Regions from separate parts of the Hordeum vulgare genome. Here region 2 is linked to region 1. The links are chromatin contacts, called in public Hi-C maps. All regions are on one chromosome and are shown on one strand. The core of a region is the stretch at or near the end of the contact, and the rest is flanking DNA. Distances in the headings are between cores, read along the strand shown.

Evidence for each region. Hi-C and Micro-C count contacts between places; a contact is called where the count stands out from the background.
Region 2: a contact with region 1 is called in a Hi-C map of leaf, with 6 times the contacts expected there. The contact joins the promoter of LOC123409019 here to the promoter of LOC123411092 in region 1. A contact is called at or near these places in 3 of 6 Hi-C or Micro-C datasets (leaf and seedling).

What each region holds. Positions count from the first base shown.
Region 1 is chr7H:458,118,016-458,123,215 of MorexV3_pseudomolecules_assembly, forward strand. LOC123411092 reads left to right here and starts at 2,357. Exons shown (of 1, transcript XM_045104017.1): 1 at 2,357-3,068. The coding sequence starts at 2,481. The coding sequence ends at 2,852. It overlaps LOC123411090 (protein GFS12), which reads left to right. Exons shown (of 19, transcript XR_006613182.1): 14 at 24-267; 15 at 369-442; 16 at 771-906; 17 at 1,112-1,282; 18 at 3,573-3,658; 19 at 4,515-5,093.
Region 2 is chr7H:458,549,289-458,554,488 of MorexV3_pseudomolecules_assembly, forward strand. It overlaps LOC123409019, which reads left to right and starts at 3,230. Exons shown (of 2, transcript XM_045102020.1): 1 at 3,230-5,200. The coding sequence starts at 3,340. It overlaps LOC123413238 (T-complex protein 1 subunit gamma), which reads left to right. Exons shown (of 14, transcript XM_045106181.1): 10 at 1-364; 11 at 455-580; 12 at 789-893; 13 at 1,455-1,529; 14 at 1,635-2,224. The coding sequence ends at 1,823.

The sequences.
Region 1 (5,200 bases), core at 1,107-3,606:
ACATTGATTGAGTTAAAATGCAGATTTATTGATGTCTCTCGGGATCAGAAGCTGCATTTATGGAAGAGTGATTCGGCTGAAATCTCCTTCTCATCACTTGTGTCAGCTATTTGCTCGTCTGGCTCAGACAAGCCGAGGAATGGTAGCCTAGTGGCTTCATCATCCTGGATTGCAGCAGGTCTAAGCTCTGGTTATTGTCGATTACTTGACGAGCGTAGTGGGAAAATCATTGCAGTTTGGCGAGCACATGATGGTCACATTACGAAGGTATGCCAATGCCCCTACTAGGTTGCCATCCATCATAGGGCAAAACCATGAGCAATTATTATTCTGGTATCTGACGGGTTCCTTTTTATTTGCGCATAAAGTTGGCATCACCAGAGGACCACTTGATTGCATCTAGCTCCCTTGACAAGACTCTTCGAATTTGGGATCTAAGAAGGTATTATTTTTTGACTGCAAAAATTCATTGGTCGTATTACCTATTTTGGTATGACACGTTCTCCGTTCTCTTATTGTATTAGTGCAGTATCATATCCGAAAAGAGATGTACAATATTTTCTTGCACTATTTGTGTTCTGAAACTTTCTTGATACATGACTATCTTGTTTGGGCCATAGTGATAGTGATACGATTATATTATATCACACCGAATCCACAATTCATAGAAGCAGCAGTTTGATTTTCAACTTTGGATTACGCAATACGCATATATCTTATTGCTTATGATTTGTTCTTAGTTTCTTGAAGTTTTGTGCGCAATGTGACAGGAACCTATCAGTCCAGTCAAACATTTTCAGAAGCCATTCAGATGGCATCTTTGACTTCTCTGTTTGGGGCCAAGACCTGGTATCAGTGACAAGAAACAAAATTGCACTTACTTCCCTATCGAGATCAACAAGTGAGGTATGTACTTTATCCTCTTGACCACATTCACCACCACGCTATTTTGCAAACTTTACCTTTTTTTCTTTTCTTTTTTTGAGAATGGCAAACTTTGCTATTTGGAGCAGCCTCTTTTGGAATTTTACATATCATATGAATTGTAAGTCCACTTTGTTCCTGCCGAAATAACTGTTGGTACATTTTGTTAAAAAAAAAATCCGTGCAGATCGGACATCAGCAGCTCGTACTTCAGAACTTATGTTCGACTGACAGAGGAGTAAAATATAAAAACATGTCTGTTCTTTCGGCTATTTCTGTGCTTCCTCTGTCAAGATTGTTTGTCGTTGGAACAGAAGATGGTTTTCTCAAAATCTGCCATTAGATGGTTCCAGTAGTGGTAATCATCTCTACCTTTTATCGACTTAAATATTTTAGCAGTGTCTCTCTCTTTTCTAACATTTTAGTGGTACCTTGCTCATAGTTTTTGTTTACTTCAATTTTCCAGCAGTCACTGCAGGTTACAGGATACATATATAACCACATTTACTGTTGTAAAATCCATGGCTGAGTACAAGCTTCAATTTTTGTCTAATCTTTCCTTGCAATTATGCAATAACACATGGCTATGTATTACTCCCTCTGTCTCATATTAATTATCACTCAAATGGTTGTATTTAGCACTGAAACACGTCTGGATACATTTGCTTTGAGCGACGATTATTAATAAGGGACGCAGGGAGTACTTAATAACTTCCTAGCTTTGTTGTTCTAGTGAGGCCGAAGCTTGTACTAGCTTTCACTCTTTGCTCTAGTTTATTGCACCATATGGTTTTGCTTGCCCGATTTTGGACACAGTGTATCCAAATTGTAGTTGGCAAAACCTGATCAACGCTAGGAAAACTTGTCATCATATATCACATACATTTGTTGTACCGGATCACTCTGCTAATAAATGATTTCTTGTTAACTATGCTAAGTCATCTTCTATCCCTTGAGTTGAGATTTGTCCTGAAACCTGCCTGTCCTTTATCGGAGAAATATTGCAGTGTTGTCTGTCGATTTCCTATTGGTTCGTTCTGCCACAAAGCTGAGGATGCCTTGAATTTCCTGCAGACCTAGCTGACATGGATCATGGGAGCTTAAATGTGGGTAGTTGGGTGGTTGTGGAGGAAAAGTAAATTGGAGCTTGGTTTCCCGTTACGGTCCTCATATGAGTGCTCTCGTTTACTGCAGTCTGAGGCCTTGTCCTTGCAATCCGCGGCATGAGCACCCAAGCCACAATACACCCAGCATCAAATAGTGTACATAAGTTCAGTATGTCAGGTCTTAGCTTTATGGTCTTAACTCAAGCTAGAAGTACACCAACAGAGCAAGCATGTATGGTCCCATGGAGATCTGCGGTCCATGTTTTGGTTTGACCGTAGCCAAAACCTTTGCAGTCACTGGCAGGTGGGTCCTGCCGCAAACGAACACAAGTAGGCCCACCTTTCAGTTTCAGCCACAGCCACAGCCACAGCCACAGGCCGATTGGTACTAATCCATAAGACAACGATCATGCACAGTAGTACACCACACTACTGGTTATAAAATGGGGGATGGGCAACTTGCTCTTGGCAAAACGAGAAGGTCGGCAAACAAAAGCAGTAGCAACAATGGAGAGGCGTAGGGGCGTCAGCGCGAGCCTTGTTCTTGGCCTCCTGCTCGTCACCACCATTGCTTGCCATGGTGCGAGGGACATCCCGGCAACTGAGCCCACCGAGCCCTACCGTCCCCAGAACGTCTTTGGGTTCGGTGGCTTCTACCCTGGCCCGTCGGTCAGCTGGGTGTTTCCAGGGCCAAACGGCGTCACGCCACAGGTAGGCTTCGGCGGGATGCCGGGCTCTGCTTCCTTCCCTGGCACTGGTGGCTCGCCCTTGACGCCCGGTGGCACTGGTGTGGTCGGCGTTCATGCTGCTGCCAATCCCTGACTGTGTTGTTGTCTGTCTTGGTGTCTTGATGTTTAAGCCTTTGCTCTTTAGAGCATGCTACTGTGGTAGTGGCATAAGCTTCTTGCTTTGCTCTAGTGTAGTGTTGTGTTATGTGTCACGCGTGCTGTTCACAAGTGATCTGTGTGTCCTGTGTCTGTGCACACACTAGTTCTTGGCTGTCATTTAACCTTGTATTTAAACCTTGTGTACTTCTTAGTGGTTGTGTTGCTGTCGCGGGTTCAAAGTCCCATTGCATGTGTGTCTTTGATATCGAGAGCCAGGATTTGAATCCATGAGCTGCACCACCACAAACCTTGTCCTGTGTTCTGTATCTCGTCTCTCAAGTGTTTCCGTTATTCTTCTCAGTGTGCTTTATGTTGTTGAATGAAAGTACAGCTAGTGGGTAGTTTACTTAGAAGATCTTATGTGAATATGATGCCTCATTTGGGCCTCAACGAAGTATAAGAAGCATAAGGCAGCTTTTATCATTTAGCAGATTAGTTTTCAATACTAGTTCTCTGTTCCAGAAAAATGCTCGCGATATTTGTTTAACTACTGCTGCTATTTGATCTTAGGGTTAAAATATCTGCTACTGAATGTTTCTTGAGATGACAATTCAGTCGCCATTTATTAGCATTAATTTAGGAGTCCAAATAGAGGGGCATCTGTTTCTTGTGCCCAAAATAAAGCTGAACATACAACAATGAATGTTATTGTCAGATTAGGAGTAGTTCTTGAAGAATCCTGCGTGGCTGGAAACTGGAGAGTCGAGACTTGAGCTCAAAGTTGAAGAAAAATACTACTAGGTTGGCAAAAACTTTGACCACAGTTATAGAATAAATATAGCATCATGTGCACATCTTTGGGCTCCAATTTTGGGCATTGACATTGCCCTCCTTTTGTTATTGTCATGCCTAATTGGTAGCAATGATCTCAAAGATACGTGCTATTTCTATGGACCTGCAATCTTATTCACATGGAGGTTGATGTAATTCAAGCCAGTAATTTTCATCAGGTGAACATGTATACCGGAGGTACTCTGAAATGTGGTTACCCGACGGTATCCGAAAATTATACCGGAGGTACTCGGAAATGTGGTTACCCGACGGTATCCGAAAATACCGCCCGGTAACCAAAACCTGATTCGGACGCCCAAGATTGTAAAAAGAAATTTTATCTGGCATTATTACAAGAAAACTAAACAGATGGGAACAAAGCGGGAAACAGGATAATCTTTTCTTTTGTTATACTCCTTCCGTTCCAAAATAAGTGTCGCTGTTTTAGTATTAAATTTATACTAACTTAGTACTAAATTTATAACACTTATTTTAGAATGTACTCCCTCCGTTCATAAATATAAGTCTTTTTAGAGATTTCACTAGAAGACTACATACGAAGCAAAATGAGTGAATCTACACTCTAAAGTATGTCTATATACATTTGTATGTAGTCTCCTAGTGAAATCTCTAAAAAGACTTATATTTAAGAATGGAGGGAGTATATGTTTGTTGTGATTATAATTAAATACATGTAATTAGGGCCCATGCCCAAACCGTCATGCGGTTTGTCCCGCATAGACGCCTCTTGCTTGCGCCCTCTGGAACCGACGCCTTTCTTCGCTCGTGTCTCTTGAGGTGGTATAAGCTCACTTTTCTCGAACAGGTTATCATGCACGTAGACAACCAGCAAGAGCGAAAAAGCAAGAGAGAACAAAGAAAGAAAGGGAGGGAAGGAGCACTCGTCGTCGATGAGATGCTAGGCCTTGTCTTCGTCTGATCCGCGAGGTCGGTCGCCGCTACCGCCTTGTTGCCCGTCACCGCCATAGAGTGGATGGCCTTCGACAGTTTCATCGTCGAATGCAAGCATCTGGCGCTTCAGTTGCCATGTCGATGGACGCGACCATCGTGGCGCTGCAAGGGGCACGCGCAAAAGTGACCACGCCCCAGGATGCGGCCGTCGTGCCGCTGGACGACCAACGCCATGCTTGCTTATCCTCTTGAGGACCGTGGTGAAACAGAGGCCATGTTGCTTGAGTACACCTCAAACAATGTGTTTGACGACTTTGACTAGTCCCTCGATCTCCTTAGTGATCTACTTAATTATGTCCATTTGTGATGATTGTAGTAAGAACATAAGTTTGTTGTTGTCTTTATATTATATTGTATTAGCACATTTGATATAATAAGATTATATTCTATGTATTAACATAAGGTTTTCTTATTGAAAAATTCTTTTGTTTTATATGGTTTTCTACGGTAACAATCTGATGGAAGATGAATTATGCCTTGTGGATAGTGGTACCACAAACTCCATACCAAGTGAGATGCAATATTTCCAAACTCTAAAAA
Region 2 (5,200 bases), core at 1,980-4,479, 430 kb after region 1:
GGAAGAATACATAAAGAACCTCTGTGTGCAAATTTTGAAATTCAAGCCTGACCTGGTGATCACTGAGAAAGGACTCAGTGACATGGCTATGCATTATTTAAGCAAGGCTGGAGTTAGTGCAATCCGTAGACTTAGGAAGACAGATAACAACAGGATTGCTAAAGCCTGTGGTGCAGTTATAGTGAACAGGCCAGAGGAGCTTCAAGAATCAGATGTGGGGACACGAGCTGGACTCTTTGAGGTTAAGAAGATCGGTGATGAATTCTTTTCCTTCATTATTGAATGCAAAGATCCTAAAGCATGCACTGTTCTATTGAGGGGAGCAAGCAAGGACATCTTGAACGAGGTGGAGAGGAACCTTCAGGTATTGTTCTGCTTGTTTTGTCCTATTTAATATTTTATTTCATAGTAAGACTGTCCTTAACCTTTCCCCCTTTTTTTTTTGCATTCCCAGGATGCCATGTCTGTTGCAAGGAACATTTTGAAAAATCCGAAACTTCTACCTGGAGGTGGTGCTTCTGAATTGACTGTATCGGCAACACTAAAGCAGAAGAGTTCTTCAGTTGAAGGTGTTGAAAAGGTATTGCTTTAGAAGTATCAGTGCTAGCATTTACTATGAGTAATGAAGTCATTTAGGCGGAGGCCTATTAGTACATTCACACAAGTCCACACTACCACATCATACTGAATAAAATGTGTTTTTGTGTGTGTTTGGAGCATTGCACATGTTATAGCTTTCTGTGTTTATCGTCTTATGATTTGAGTGTCTGATTACTTTTTTTTATCAGTGGCCTTATGAAGCTGCTGCTTTAGCATTTGAAGCAATCCCAAGAACTTTGCTTCAAAATTGTGGTTTGAATGTTATTAGGACGATGACACAGCTCCAGGGGAAGGTAATAACTTTTCTTGTATTTAACTCTCCAGTGACCTTGTAAAAAAAGTTGAGGATTAAAGTGAGTCCAGTATTTTAGATACAGAATCGTTAGATCCTGTGTAACATGCTTTTCTTATATAGCTAGAAGTGTCACTTGTTGAGCGTTGGACATATGATGCGGAAATTGCTTAGTTTTAGGTTTTAGATATTTGGATAAACCACCCTTTATAAACTGAGCCAGTTGCAAGGAAAAAAGGCTTTTGGTTTGGCACTGCAATGGCTTTGATACGGTACTTCACGCATCTTTTTTGAGCTATTATGGATGATTATGCTAGGATTATGTACAACAATACACGTAGCTAACAGCATTCCTGAACACATAACTGCACATAACTGCACATAACTCTCTTTGAATTCGTTCTCACCGCAAATTAAAGATTAAGCATCATTTCCCAACCCCAAAACCAGAGAATACTTGATCTGTATAATTCTTTCTTTTTCAGTTTTAAAATATTACAAAATTTATGATACTTGTATTTTCGCTACTGCTTGTCGCTTAAATTTCATTGTTTTGCTTCAGCATGCGAACGGTGAAAATCCTTGGGTTGGCGTTGATGGAAGGACTGGTGATATTGTTGACATGAAGGAGCGGAAGGTAGTATATTTTTTGTATTTTTACTCCGCATGAATTCTACTGCCCCTTCACTTGGATTGTGTGCGTGCACGTCTAAGCACCACACCTTTTTTGTTGTTGCTGCAGATCTGGGATTCTTACAGCGTGAAGGCACAGACGTTCAAGACAGCTATTGAGTCAGCTTGCATGCTTCTAAGGATTGACGACATTGTCAGTGGAATCAAGAAGAAGCAGGCTCCTGGCGCAGGTGCTCCCAAGCAACCTCAGATTGAAACTGGTGAAGATGCAGACACTGAACAGATGATCCCAGAGTAGAGCTTTTTGTGCTGCTGGAGTGAGCCTGCACCGGTGATGTTATGTACCAAAGCTAGGAAAAGGCGCCCGCGGAGCAGAATGTTTTATTAACACGTGAAATGGCGTTCGTTGGTTGCATTTCTTGAATGTTTGATGGTGGCCAGGCCTCCAGGGTCGTCTAGTATTAGTTTGGATTGTAGCATTTTCGTATGTTCGGATGATGAGGCGCATGTGGGGTTTCAGTTGTGTATTTGTATCGGCGTTTTGGGATCTGACTATTGCATGGATGGTTGCTGTTCGTTTTTGTTTTTGGACTTTGTAGTAGTGAACGGATATAGGAACTTGAATTTAACAGCAAAACTAGCTATGCCATGATGTCAGTTTTCTTTTATAATTATAGCAAGACGATGCGAGTTTCTTGATGCTGCTGGGGCATTACCTCTATTTTAAGCCATTCTTACTCCTCCTGCTTTATTATTCTAACCCAAATCTATTAACACGTTGCCATTGTTTGTATTGCACCGAAAATAACGCCTGCTCAATAACCTTGAAGATGTCTGACAAAAGTTAAAACAATTTTATTTTGGTTTGTATATATAAGACGTTTTGGCAGTTCTCTCTGAACTGCCAAAATAGAGGATGTATATGGCAATGCATACCAAACAGATATACATTATGAGTCAAAGTTAATTTTTCTTTATACATATGGATTGTTTTTTTATTTGGCAGTTTATAGTTTTGACATAATGTTTGTCTGATTTTGGCGAGATGAAGAATGGAGAAATCTTCTTTTAAACCATACCAAACACCCCTTTACAAATATAGAAACTTTGGTGGCTTTAGGGAACACTTTAACTGTTGCTCGAGTTCATTTTGCTTATCTGACTTGAAAACCTTTAACTCACATTCTGAAATTCTAATACTTAACCCGTGAACCTCTGAGGACTCCATCACAAGGCAACATAAGTCAACAGAGCATGTGGCAAGAAAAGTATCTTGTGGCCCACTTCCTCCTAACATGTCTAGGAGAAGACGAATCAATTGTTTTGTCGTTAGATGCTTACCTTCGATGCAGTACTAAAACAATTAACATATTTTTTTTGTTGTTGGTTAGATGGAACATAAAGATAGCTTCAAAGTCAAAGCCCGAAATATATTGTCCCCTATATAAGAAAAAGGTGCGAAACATATGAAGCCTCCGAGCACGAAATGATGCGTTGAAGCGTCATTTAGAAGAAGAAAAAAAAGTACCACCAGGTTTTTTCCATGCAAAAAAACACCAGGTTTTTTCTAGGAAAAAAAGGGGTCACCAGCACAAGTATATCTGTTTGAATTTGGTGGCGCTTCATGGGGGGCAGTTTGGCGGTTTTGACGTCATATCTGCGCCGGATATCCGATATATATGGCGATGTAGACCTGCGGCTGCGAGACGGCGAGACCCCAGACCCGGACCTGGGAGGCAATATTTTTTTCCGAGAAGAAGAAGACCCGTCCAACCCTTCTCTCCCCATCCACCCCCCACCCAAGTCGAGTCGATATGCCTCCCAGACGCAAACCCCAACCGTCGGCGGTGAAACCCGGGCGCCGTTCCTCGAGGATCACTCCCACCACGGCCATGCCCGATTCCGCCGATCCAGTCCCGTCCCCGCCGCCGGAAGCCTCATCCGCCGCCGCCACCAAGCCCGTCTCCGTCGATCCGGACCCGCCCCAGGCCCCGGAGGCGGCCTCCCCCGCCGCCAAGCCCGTCTCCACCGATCCAGCCCCGCTCCAGGCCCCGGAGGCGGCTTCCCCAGCCGCCGCCGCCGCCGCCGCCAAGCCTGTCTCCACCGATCCGCTTCCTCCCCAGGCCCCGGAGGCCGCCACCCCCGCCGCTGCCGCCAGGCCCGATCTGGACGGGCTGCCCTCGAGATCCACCCCCGCCAGAAAGCTCAGGAAGCCCCTCACCGACAAGCTGCGCGCCGTCGCGGAGGAGCGCCTCGCGCGGCTCCCCGTCGACCTCCGCCTCTGCCCGGTGGACCCCCCGCCGATCTTCGGCAACGAGGTCGCCCTCAGCTACCTCGGCGTCCTCGACTTCGCGCGGTTTGGCCTCGGATCTGAGCCCCCGCGCCCCGACCTCGTCGCGCAGTTCATCGCCTATTACGACCCGACTAATCATCGCAGCTTCATCTGGGACACCCGCGTCAGCTTCAACCGCACAGACTTAGCCACCGTCTTCAACCTCCCGAGAAAGTCCGCCCCGCCGCCTGCCCGGCCTCGAGGGCTCAAAACCAATACCTTGGTCTCCGCCGCCCTGGACTTCATGCGCGTCTGCATCCATCCCTTGTTCGCAGACTGCAAACTGCCGCAGGAGGTGGCCGCCGCGGAACAGGCGGTCAAGGCTGGGTCACCGCATAAGGTCAACTGGGCAGGCCTCATCTGGGGCTTGATCGAGAAGGAGATTAACGACCTGCCCAAGAAGGATCATGGGGTGTGCAAATGCGGGGCGTATCTTCAGCGGCTCATTTCGCATCAGAAGCCTCATCTGTTTGGGTTGCCTCAGAAAGAGGAGGCAGAGAAGCTTGTTCGGAAGGCGTCTTTTGATTTGGTCAAGGACGAGCGGGATGGAGATGCCGATGCCAGGAACAAGGCCTTGCAGGAGTTGGAGCCTAGAGATGCAGATGCTGATGCGAGCAGCAAGAGCCTGAAGGAATCAGAGTTAGAGGGTACGAGTCTGACCAGCAAGAGCTTGGATGAATCGGGGCCTGCTGATGCTGATGCTAGTGGCAATGACTTGAAGGAGTTGGAGTCTGGGGATGCGAGGAGCAACATCTTGGAGGAACCAGATACAGAAGGTGTGGATTTGAGGAACAACGACTTGAAGAATTCAGATTCTGGGGATGCGGGGAGCAAGAGCATGGATGACTTGGGGGATGTGGATGCTAATGCAGTGAGCAAGTCACTGGATACATCAATGGTGTTGGATGGGGATGCAAAGGGCATGAGCTTGGATGTCGAGATGGAGTCAGGGGATGCGGATGCTAATGCAGGGAGCAAGTCACCGGATACATCGAAGGTGATGGATGAGGATGCAAAGGGATTCGATATCGAGATGGAGTCAGGGGATGCGGATGCTGATGCAGGGAGCAAGTCACCGGATACATCGAAGGTGATTGATGAGGATGCAAAGGGATTGGATGTCGAGATGGAGTCAGGGGATGCGGATGTTAATGCAGGGAGCAAGTCACCAGATACATTGAAGGTGATGGATGAGGATGCAAAGGGCTTGGATGTCGAATTGGAGTTGCGGGATATAGATCCTAATGCAAGCAACAATTCACCGGATACATTGAAGGTGGTGAATGAGGATGCAAAGGTCATGAGCTTGGATGTCGAATTGGAGTCAGGGGATGCAGATGCTA